Linked DNA regions of Gossypium hirsutum: region 1 is linked to region 2. The links are chromatin contacts, called in public Hi-C maps. All regions are on one chromosome and are shown on one strand. Each heading gives the region's core, a stretch centred on a gene start, on an enhancer-like site or on the middle of the called end of the contact. The rest is flanking DNA. Distances are from core to core; before and after follow the strand shown. Region 1 has its middle 50 kb from the start of LOC121204100. Region 2 holds the start of LOC107955322 (protein-lysine N-methyltransferase EFM1).

What was found. Hi-C and Micro-C count contacts between places; a contact is called where the count stands out from the background.
Region 1: a Hi-C map of fibers shows a contact between it and region 2, with 2.2 times the contacts expected there. The contact joins the enhancer-like site here to the promoter of LOC107955322 in region 2. A contact is called at or near these places in 11 of 34 Hi-C or Micro-C datasets (anther, fibers, hypocotyl and 3 more).

What each region holds. Positions count from the first base shown.
Region 1 is chrA07:34,242,573-34,249,052 of Gossypium_hirsutum_v2.1, forward strand. It overlaps the pseudogene LOC107955320. Among protein-coding and RNA genes, the nearest start is that of LOC121204100, 50 kb to the right of the region's middle. Within about 2 kb of position 1,954, at least 6 of the 9 cell types and tissues checked have an H3K27ac peak or open chromatin away from gene starts, as enhancers often do. A contact at or near this core is called in fibers, where this site is marked.
Region 2 is chrA07:34,098,555-34,104,325 of Gossypium_hirsutum_v2.1, forward strand. It overlaps LOC107955322 (protein-lysine N-methyltransferase EFM1), which reads right to left and starts at 3,489. Exons shown (of 18, transcript XM_016891060.2): 1 at 3,320-3,489; 2 at 2,667-2,694; 3 at 1,520-1,624; 4 at 1,336-1,429; 5 at 1,059-1,233; 6 at 870-975; 7 at 691-773; 8 at 529-555; 9 at 214-383; 10 at 1-72. The coding sequence starts at 1,570.

The DNA.
Region 1 (6,480 bases), core at 704-3,203, 140 kb after region 2:
TAACATGCACAATAGCATTGGCACTGAAGCAGTACGAACTCCATTTTGTTTTCCATAATAAGATGCTAATTTGAGAATGCAAGGAACCAAGTGCAAACTAACTAGTAGCAAATTTATCTCTCTCCACACACAAAAAAGCTCACAAAGCCATAGAAAATGCAGATATGTAAGACTGAAAGTTCAATTGATCTTGAATGTAACGGGGAAGAAAACATGTGTATGTTATTAAAAGTATCAGATAAGAAATATAATATTTACCCTGAGTTTGCAGCCTATTTTCTTGTAATCACTTCTTTCAAATCCCGTGCAGTCTATACGCACCAGCTCACTGACAACAAATGCATCTCTCACCATGGGTACTAGACTACCATAATATCCATTCTTGGCTGCAAATTTTATTTGCAATAAGTAACCACGTAAAAGCATGCATTATGCCAGAAGCCAACAGGAAGAAACAAAGGGTACCAAGTTTTGTTAGAACAGGAACAGCCAGTCCTCTCTTTCTCATTTCTTTTGTTTCCTCAATACTTAGACCATCAATAGTAGTTTTAATCAACCTAGGATAAACAGGTTCCTGAGGTTTCCACAACATTAAAGGAATTACAGGCCTTTTCTTGCGATTATAATTCCGGCCTCTGTACAATATAAGTGTACCACCATGCCTCTGAATGATCTTTCCAAATGTTTTATCCTGCAATAGTTATTCAAACTCCATGATGAGAGTAAATATCTCATAGTTATCTGCATAGATAATAATTCAATTCATGATATATGAAAATCAAGTACATAATATTATAAATCAATAGTCAACACAAAACACATGCATGAGACACAGGAGACCATAGAATGGGAAACGGATCACATCCGAAAACTTAAAGATACTATACAAAAAAGGAAATCCTTTCCCTTAAAACTGCTTGCAGTAAACCAAATACCTCAAGCTGCGTGCAAACATTCTTCATGTCGACAGTGGGTACCCCGAGACACTTAATCCTCACTGCTTCAGCAAATTTCCAATGATTATGAATATCATTCAGCATGTTATGTGTTAAACCATCTCTCCCTACAGATGAAGACAACAGAAAACCATGCTATAAGATAACCTGTGAGATGAAGGATAGCAAACGCAATGAAAACATTGAAAATAAGTTGAAGGGGATCAATCCAATCACAAGCAAACCACTTAACAGGGAGCTTTGCCATGTATAAAATAGCATTTCTTCTACAAGAGTTTCAATAGTACATAACAGTTTCCTACATGAGTTTTTAGACCTTTGAAAACTAATCTTCAGTGATCCATTATATAACAGGTCATAACAAATATATCTAAGATTTTCTGAATACCTTATTTGATCATATTTTTTTTCTTCTAATTTTAGAATCATGACATCAAAGTATATTATCAAGCTCAAATAAACATCAAACAAAACCAACAAAAACGTAAACCCAAATAAAACACCTCAATTGATATTACAAACCAACGACCCATACCCACATACAAATTCCAAAAACCAAAAGAAGAACAAATAAAAAAAATACTAAGCTACAATACCAGAATTATTGGGGGAAAAGTAAAAAAAGAAGAAAAATTGAAACTTGTACACAATACCCAAATTTATTTGCCTTTTATTTCTATTTCTCTGACATTTTTCTACCAAAAACTTCCTCTCAGCCTCAGTAAGAGGTGCCCCCTGAATCCTGCCCCTCAATAGCTTCCTCTTTGCCTCTAAATTCGGATCCTCAGTACCCTCCAGCGACTTCACCTTCGGGTCCACAGCAGGGGCACAAACCCGGTCCACTCACGGTCCAATCGACCTGGTCCGAAAGGGGAGTACTTTGGCTCTCTCAACCCGATGGGTCTCACCGTGGGGCTGCTCTCTGTGTAACTGAACCGGAAATCGAAGGGCAAATCGGAATATATCGGCTTTATCTGATCGAGGGACGACGGGGGTCTGTATTTGGGTTTCTGCTTTTTATGTGAGTTAGAATTGGACTTAGATTTCTGAGGATCTAAAGAAAGGGATGGTGGTGGTTGGAAGGAGTAATGGTCACGGAGTTTTGAGGTGGAAAGGTGGCGAGTGAGGAATCTGACGGTGATAAAGAGCGACGGTGGTTTTTGGCGGGAGAGACTAGTTAGGGTCATGAGGACAGTTAGGGTTTAAGGCAGTTAGTTTCAAAGAACCGAGGGAGAAAACAGAGAAGGGTTTAAGTGTTGTTAGTTTGGGGATTTCAAAATTTTCGTAGTTTTCGTATATTTGAATTTAGTACCATAAAGAATTAATTTTCTTGGTCTAATTATGTTAAGTTATTAATACATCTTAATTAAAATAACATATTTAAATTAATTAATAAAAATTATACAAAAATATATATATAAAGATTAAATCTCAATTTTGAGCATAATATAATGATTAAATTTGAGCATTCTATATAATTTTTAAAAAATAAGTACAAGGGTTAGAATTAAATTTTAATCATTATATTATATCTAAAATTTAATCATTATCTTATAATGTCAAAAAAAAAACTTAATTATGTGTCATAACAAAAAGATCAAAATCTTCCGCACCTTAAGTTGAATATACAAGTTGTACCTTACCAGTTAGTCTATAAAGGTCGAACACCCATGTCCCACGATCACACAATTTTGTTACATGAAATGTATCAAAGACAAAGCCAAGCCACTTCTAAGAAAAATAAATGAATTCCAAAAATCTTGGGCAAATCCGAAGAAGGTTTTCCCTTGCGCTCATCATAAAAAATTTCTAAATCCCAATACACCAGATAGCTACCAAGAAGCACAAGCCAAAAAACACAATATGTGCTTTGGCCACACCTTCGTAACCCTAAATACTAGGATTTGTTATAGTCCCTCTGTAATACTCCAACATCCCATGATTTAGTTATTCCTAAACGAGTAATGAAAGGTATTTTCTTTCTTTCTTTTCTTTTATTACCTTGCGTATGTATAAGATCAAACTCGTTTGATTTCTAAAACGGGTACTAATCCTTAAGTTTTTTAGGAATCCTTCATCAGTGATTGTGAATGATTGATTTTTTCAACCATTTTGACATTGTCTCCGTAAGAGCAAGTAAAAAAAATTTTGAGAAGTAAAATCATTTGATTTGATTTGTTATCAATAGCCATGAGTTGATCATCTTAGGGTGATCCTTTTGCCGATATATGCTCCTATTACACTCATAGCTTTTGATATTATAAAAAAGTTTAAATTTTAGGCATATAGGAACTAAAACTAAAATTTAACCTTTATTATATAATCTTACTAATTTCTATCATGTGCAATGCACGAGTTACTCATTTATTCTATAAAATTGTTATTATTTAAACATTGGTTTATTAATTAAAACAATTCATGAAACAATAAAATTGATCTTACTAGTTAACATCGAAGCTAAAATTTCTAAAATAATTTATGGCATGTCTTGAGACATGGAGTCCTCTGTCTCAAGGCATAACCTTGAATTTTGACAATAAGTTTGAATTAGTATCCTAAATTAGATTTTGACTTAGCATGACCACTTAATTAGATGAAATAAGATCTTAAGTTTTATAAATGCATGTGAATGATTTTATTAAATGATTTATTTGTTATGTTATTGACAAATATAAATTAAACATGGTGTAATTATGTTGAAATAGTCTAAGTTGCTTCGGCAACTTAATGTGATGTCACACATTAAGATTCGACGATTGATCGCCTATAAACGAGTTGTCATTTATAGTAAAAATATCACACCAAAAATATAATAAATTCAATCAGTAGTGTCCACAAACGTAAGGGTCAAATTTTAATATAGTAAAGTTTACAATGAAACATTGGTAAGTATTCCGAGGATTGTACCCAATGGATTATAGATTGGAGAAAATATTATTAAATTAATTACAGAAAATTGTAACACCCTTTACCCGTATCTAACGTCAGAATAGGGTACGAGGCATTACCGGACTTATACACAAGCAATCATACAAAACTGAGACGTAAATTAATTTCCATCCAAATTTAAAACTTTCACATACATTCCTATCGTCCCTAGAAAGGGGCCTACGAGGTCCAAATCATGCATTAGAGGTGGTTCGGGACTAAATCGAGAACTTTAAAAAATTCTACGACACCTAAAATTTTTTTCATCAAAACAGGGTCACACGACCGTGTGGCTTGGGACACGCCCGTGTGGGTAGCCTGTATGGTTATGCACGCCCGTGTCCTTAACCCGTGTAACTCTCTGTTTATGACTTAAACACCAAAGGAAGTCACACGAACAAGTCACACGCCCGTGTGCTAGGCTATGTGGCAAATTTTAATTTTTGAAAATTTTCATAAAATAGGTGCAGACTTCACACGCCCTGGATACACGCCCATGTCCCTAGGACGTGTCCGTCCCACGGCTAAGACACACGGCCATGTCTCTACCCGTGTGGACAAAATAGGGCTATTTACCAAGCCATTTTGCCACCCTTACTTGCACCAACCTACACCACAACAAGCAACACCAATCCAAGCATATACATACAACCAAATCAGCCACAAGCAAGATATCAATACATCATTTGCACATACTAACATCTATCATGCATAAACATCACATAATTTCTTTTCTGTTCATGCCAAATTCATCTTCATGATAAGCATCATCACATAAATATACCAATGACCAATAAGAATAATATTAGCCAACTTCCAATGGCCAAATACAAAATGAATCATTAACCATTACAATGCCAACATATTTGGCTAAACCAATATGACACGTAATAAAATGACCAAGTCTCTATACATGCCATACTCAAGATATTAAAATCAAGTATACCTAAAAAAATCATTTGATAGTATGAATCGAGCGCCGACATTCCTCGATCTTCGAGCTAGCTTGGCGACACTATGAGGAATGGAAAGAAAAAGGGGAGTAAGCTTTTTAAAGCTTAGTAAGTTTGCATGCAAATAATAAGCAACATAAATCATACATTAATCATATAACTACTTAACATAAGTTAGCATAATTATCATCAAGTATCTTAGGCTTAGCTTACTCATTAGCATTCTTACCAAGAGTTCATCTCATACTAAAGTCCATACTCTTGAGTTTTACATATATACATGTACCAACGCATAACATAGTTGCATACTTTGTCATCTTTGACATACTTTTCGGATTACCCGTTGAACACTTGGAATATTATCGGATACACAGAAAGTCTTGCACATAAGTTCCATATATGTAGCCAATGCTACCTCATATCTCATAACACATAGGGCTCGCACACGAGCTAATCACGGGCCTACTTATACAAGCTGTTAGTCAAAATGTAGCTACACGGGCTGCTCACACAAGCTGTCAGGTATCCGCAACACGTGCCAGACTACCCAGCCACCGGTAGGACGTGCATGACCAGCACCCAGATTCACATAGATCACATAACACATGGTTTCCTAGTGACATGTCACTTGTATCCTAAACTATTTCTAAGGTTCAACCGAGATTTTCTCATTATCGAAACTTCGTTGAATATTTCTATAGAAACAATAGTACAATATATGCAATATTAAGCATTAAATACATAATATAACATTGCATTATTTACGCACAAACTTACCTCAGTACAAAATAGTAGGAAATGGACTTAATCGTCAATAGCCTTGTTCTTCCTCCGATCAAAGTCCGAACTTCATTTTCTTGATCTATAATAGAAAATTTAACTTATTTAATTATCACATTACTCAATGCTGTCCAAAAATCAACTTACGGCAAAATTACATTTTTTCCCCTAAACTTTGACATATTTGCATTTTAGTCCTTAGGCTCGTAAAATGAAATGTATCTAATTTCTTTGTTACCCAAGCCTAGCCGAACTTAAGCCATGCTCATAACAACCCACATTTTTCATCAAATCACATTTCTACTACCCATTTTCACAACTTTTACAAATAAATCGTTTTTATGCATTTTCACTAAAAATCACTTAGTAAAAGTTGTTTATCACACCTTAAACATACAATATCTTCCATCAAACATCAAAATAAATGCATGTCACACATGACTAAATTTTTAAACATGAAACCTACTTCAAAATAATGGTAGAAATAGGCAAATGGGGTTACGATGACTTAAAAAATGTAAAGAGCATTAAAAACGGGGCAAGGATGTACTTAAAATCAAGCTTGAAAGTTGAAGAAACCCTAGCTATGGTCTCCTTGTAAAATTCGGCCAAGATGAAGAAGATGGACACTAATTTTGACTTGATTTTCCCTTTTTATTATTTTATTAATTAAATGACCAAAATGCCCTTAATGCATAACATTGAAACTTTACCTATTCATGTCCATTTTTGTCCATTAACTTATCCAATGGTCTAATTACCAACTAAGGACCTCTAATTTAAAACCTCATAGCAATTGGACACCTTTAACAAGTATAACTCAACTTTTTCATTTTTTACAAGTTAGTCCTTTTGACTAAATT
Region 2 (5,771 bases), core at 2,239-4,738:
AGACAGTTTCTTCTTGTTTTGATGTCGAAGTTACTCCATTGACTTTGCTATCATTCCCATGAGCCTCAAATCCTGATATAAATACATTGTAAATAAAAAACTTTAACCTCAGTTCATAGTTAATGCAGTAAATTTTCAACAGTAAAAGCAAATAAGAGGAAAGAGACCTATACAGGAAATAAGTGGTAAATGAGAACTAAAGCATAACCTCACTTTTTCCATTGATTTCATTAATCGGCTCTTCACTACAACTATGACTGGTGGAACCCTCGGAAATTTTGTCAACTGGACAGGTTGTGCCCACATCTTCTTGAATTTGGGGGAATACATAAGAATGCGGAAGAGGAAGGTTCAAAGCACGAGACCAAAATATAGAATTTGCCCTAGCATTATAGAAATCATGCAATAATAGCCATCAAAGTTTTAGGTTCAGGGAATGTCATCATATCATTGTCAAACTTTTCCATTTTCCCCACCCCGCCCCAATTAAAGAGAGTTAGAAAGAGTTCATTTTGAGGGGATTCCTACCAAAGGAAATCTTCAAACCACACCTCACTGCAAAAGAAGCATTAACAACAGTTCACGTTTGGGCAATAAGAAAATAACTAAATTATTCTTGACAAGACCAGAAACTCAACAATTTAAATGCAACAATGGATTGCCATCTTGTTTAATGTAATTAATACAGACCTTTCTGAATCTCCATCAAGAACCAGAAGTTTCTTCACCAATTCCTTCACTTTATCTTCGTACACAGACATCAAATCCTTTTTCTATAAAACAATTATACTAACTTTCATCATCATGGTTAGTCAAATTTCATCAATTTGATTTTCAAGAGAAACAGAAAACTAAATACTAATATTTACCCGCAATTCAGTTGCTCTATACAAGGTTGTTCCCCGCAACTCCAAAAGCTCATCATCAGTAAACCAAACCGGATTACCAAAAGTAGTTGGAAGCATATCAAGGTACCTGACCCAACCTTTCAATCCACATAAATAATAAAGGGAAAAAAAAGAACACTAAAATGCCAATCACATAGGTTAAGTACGTACGGTTTCCATGAAGAATTCTTTCGGAGACGTTCCACAATAAGAAATAAAATCATTAAGAACCTATCATCAACTTCTCCTTCTTCAAACATTGCTCTACACTCTGCTCCAATTAAAGGATCTTGCAGTACCCTCATTGGAGTTATTGCTAAATCCAGTGGAACAACAAGAAGAACCCCTGCCCAGTTTCTTTTCCTCATAAAATTAACGAAAACCTTACAAAGAATCAAACAGAATTCTATTCTTTAACTTCTTTGTTACAGGGCTTTTTGCTACTGACCATCTTCGGGGGAACCATTGGTGGAATAAATACCAAAGCCTTTGGTGGAGTCGCAATATTTGATTTTGCAGCCGCGGAATTGAGCTCCGTTTACCTGAATTAAAATCACTGTTAGTTGAACCAGAGGAACAGAAATGTAGAGTTGACGGCTTGAAGTTGAGTTCAGGGTGTTGGAGAACTAAACCTGAAGCCATTGAAGGAAGTGCTCGAGTTTTGCTTCCTCTGTACACGCCATTATCGTCGGTGATGGTTACTTGGCTCAAGTTGGCCGGTGACCAAAGGCACTACACTGAGGTTTAATAAGGGCTTTAGGAATTAGGTCTGAAAAAAAAATTTGAGAAACTTAAAACTGATCCCAGTTAGGGATGGCAGCGGGTTGGATATCTGCAATTTATGGATTATCCGAATCCACAGATTATCCGAATTTTACTATCCAATTCCAAATCAGAATTAAATACATTATCCGCCGAATATCCGAATCCGCAAAAAATCCGAATTTAACATTTTCAACCTTATGTTAGATATCCGAATCCAACATAACCAAAATCCAAATCCACTAAAATTAAAATTTTAAAAATAATATAAAATCAAATAAAAAATTAATTTTAAATAAATTTTATTCATAACTAAAAATAAATAAATGTAAAATAAATTAACAAAAAAGGCTAAATAATAATTCAAACAAACTAAACATAAAAATTTCACAAAAATTTAAATATTACTAACAATTTAAACATAAAAATTCCAAGCAAATTAAAATTTCAATAACAATTCCAGACAACTTGATTTACTAGTAGTTCTGCTTCACTCTTTGACTATATAATGATGGAATTGACCTCGATGGAGCATTGTCACTTTATTTTTAACAAGATTGAAATATATTCTCATTTCAAGGCAGTCCCTTGTAAGCTTTCAAAACTGCAAACTAACCACCAGCATTCAAATGAGCTTTTATAACCTAGTTGCTCTATGAAATTAGAAAATTCCCCAAGCAAATGGAAGAAAAACCAAAACCTTCATCAACCACTTACCGATCTTGCATTAAACATGAATCGCCTATTTCCATTTATAAGAATGCTGAATGTGTTTTGTTCATGCATGCATTGTACTTAAATTGCTTCTACAAGTATAAATGGCATTAACTGGAATGATATCAGATGTCAATGGCTCTAAAATCCGCCTTACAATCATCATCATAGAGCGGAATTTATCACTTGAGCTAAAACGATAAAGCTAAATTAACAACGTCTAACAATTTCTATCTCTAGTTCACAATCAATATCAGTTGGAATATCAATATAAATGTTTAACTCCGGCCAGTATAATTTTACCTTCGAGCTAGTTCAACATGAGCTATCCCTGGAGAACCAAAACAATCAACATTTAAAGACAAGATCAAACAAACAGAAACCTTCTCACTATCCCCCATAAACTCATTGTTTTCGCTACAAGCCATTTTTCAATATACCAATAAAATTTTAAAATTAACAATTCAGTTCATAAACATTAACAATAAGCATCAAAATCAAAACATTATAAACATTTTTCATGGTTCGAACATCTATGTTCTTCTAGCTAAGTAAATTTGGAGAGACAAAGAAAAAGGAAATTATTATTATTTTATTACATTCGGACATGACAGACTGTCTCTCTGTTTTGGTCTAAACTTCAAACTCTTTCCATTTCTTGTTTTTCTTTCTTTATTAGAAAATAAATGAAATATATTAGAATGGAAGTGAGTGAAGTTTGGAAGTTGTAAGAGATTCCATGTTTCCTCATTAGCTCATTGTTTGTTTCCTTCAAATTCAATGCTCTTAAATCTTTGATCACTAGCCTAAATAGTGATAAACTTAACCAAGTAACCAGTCAAAGGATATTAAGGGCTGACATAGTAACATCTATAACTAAAAATCAACCAGAAATAGAATCCTAAAACATCAAGAATGGGTTTACAAGTAACGAATTTACAAGTAACGAAACCAACCAATCAAATGAGAATTTTAAGGGCCCGTGGTCGACGGTGCCTTGTTGGTGCTTGCCGGTGACTGCCTGACTGGTGAGAGGCTTAGAGCTTGAGACGACACTTTTGGGAATTTTTTAGGTTTTGGTTGGAGTTGGGCTTAGCCAATTGTATTTTCAATATCTCAACTTTCTAACTCAAAACTTGGTTGCGGGCCTGCTTCAAACTAACACCTATGCTTTGCATTTGACCTATATTAAAAAAAAATCCAACTAAACTATTTTCAAAATTATTTTTATTAATATTAGATATTATCGGGTGGAAGGAAAAAAATGATATTAAAATTATACTTATATAAAAAATCAATAATTAAGTTATAGGTAAAATGGTAAATTGTTTATATTTAAACAGTTTTTAAGGTCGATCCCCCTCAATAGTATACCTATCACACCTTTCACCATTTTATTTTTAGTCACTAGCCAAAGAAAATGACACTCTCTAGGGATGTCGGCTCTTCCAAATGGTTCTTTATTTTGCATTTGGTGGGTTCAAGTTGATCTTGAAGCACTTTTCACCAAAAACAACCCATTACCATTCCACCGCTAAATAAATGAGTTTGATTGAGCCTGCCGATTAGTATGTAATGTCCCTGCAATGAAAAGGACCATTGATCGTCTAAAAGATGTTAGAATTCATTCCAATCCCATCTTCCATCTATGTGTACCATATCAATTATTCGACCATCTATGTCCACTCCACTTAGGTCTCGACAATGATCTTTCAGGGGATCAAAGTCGACATCCAATTATCGAACTAAAATTTGATCTTTTCCCCTTTCTCATGGTCTATCAAATGTTATTCTTTTAGTATCTTTAAGATTGATTTCCAAATGATTACTTTAACATTACTTAAAGATTTTAAATATTTAGTATTATTGTTAAAGAATTTTGTGAAATTTAAAATGCTCATTTTAGATATGAAATGGTAAAATAAAAAATAAACTAATTTAAATGATATTTAGATTTGTTAATATTACACTATATAAAATATCAATTTTGAATACTTTAAACAATTATGATAAATTGTTTATGCTAATAGGGCTTCGGCATTGTTGGTTAACCTGAGGACTTGGGTCATTATGCATCCAAGTTTGAGTGCCATCATTTTTAATTGTGATGTGTAGGTCTTCAATCCCAATATATGCGTATATGGTTGCGTTCTCTTATTTGTTTGTTGTGTTTTTATATTGGTTATATTCTATGCTTCAACATATATTTGTATTTGTAATAGTAAAATTAAAAAAAATATATTTTTAAAATTTTATTTCAATATATAAATTATATTTAGATATTAAAATAACATACAATAACGCAAAATATCCTTCTTCTTTTTTTCGTGTCCTTATTATTACTATTGACAAAATATTATATTAGAATTCTTTTTGTATTAATAAATATTCAATTTAAATTGTAGTAAAAATATATAAAAAACTATAATAACTGAAATATAAAATTTTAAGACTTTTTAAACAATTATAATAAATTTTTTTGTAAAATTTATTCAATACATAAGTCATATTTGAAATTTATAATTAATATAAATGAGAGATAAATTTATAATTTGAACCAAGCTTTTGAAAAGTCAAAAGGAAGAATTTGTATTTGACCTAAAAAGTTAGTTTTTTTTATTTCAAAATTTACTTATAGATAAAAAAAAGTTTTAACTTAGAAAATCTAGTGTAATAGTATCGCAATATCTTTTTTATGTAATTGTTTAGGGTTTGATTCTCTCGATATGCACGTTGTGATATGTTTATATATAGAGGTGTGCAAATAATTGGTGTAATAAAAAATTTACGATTTATTCAATTAGCTTAATTAGTTTTCTTGACTATATCAATTTGATTTTCGATTTTATAAATTTAAATAGAATAAATTAAATAAATTTTTTAAATAATATATATTCAATGCCTAACTCAATTTCCAAATATTGAATACCAATATAAAACCTAACTCAATTAAACTAAAAACATTAAAACAACCCAAAACTTAAAATAAAATAACACAACTCAAAATATTAAATTTAACCCAAATCAATTACCCAAATAATTAAACTCAATTACCCCATTAATTAATCAAAATTTAATCTAATTATAAAATAAAAACATTGGCAAAATGTTGTACAACTTAAACGACAAAAGCACTATATAAAATAAATTAAAAATAAAAATAAAAATATTGCATATTATTGAAATTCAAAAGTTTGGAATGATATTGAAAGATAAAAAAAAATGCAATAATTTATCTAGCTCACCTGCTTTTCAGTGTAAACACTTTTAATGGAGCATTGAAGTTCATCTGTATATATCAGCATCATACTCCTCAAAAGGAATAACATAATGGTTTCTATCACGCACGTCCCCCATATACTCCATAATAGCAATTTCGTTGTAATAACTTGCTATGTCACCACTATC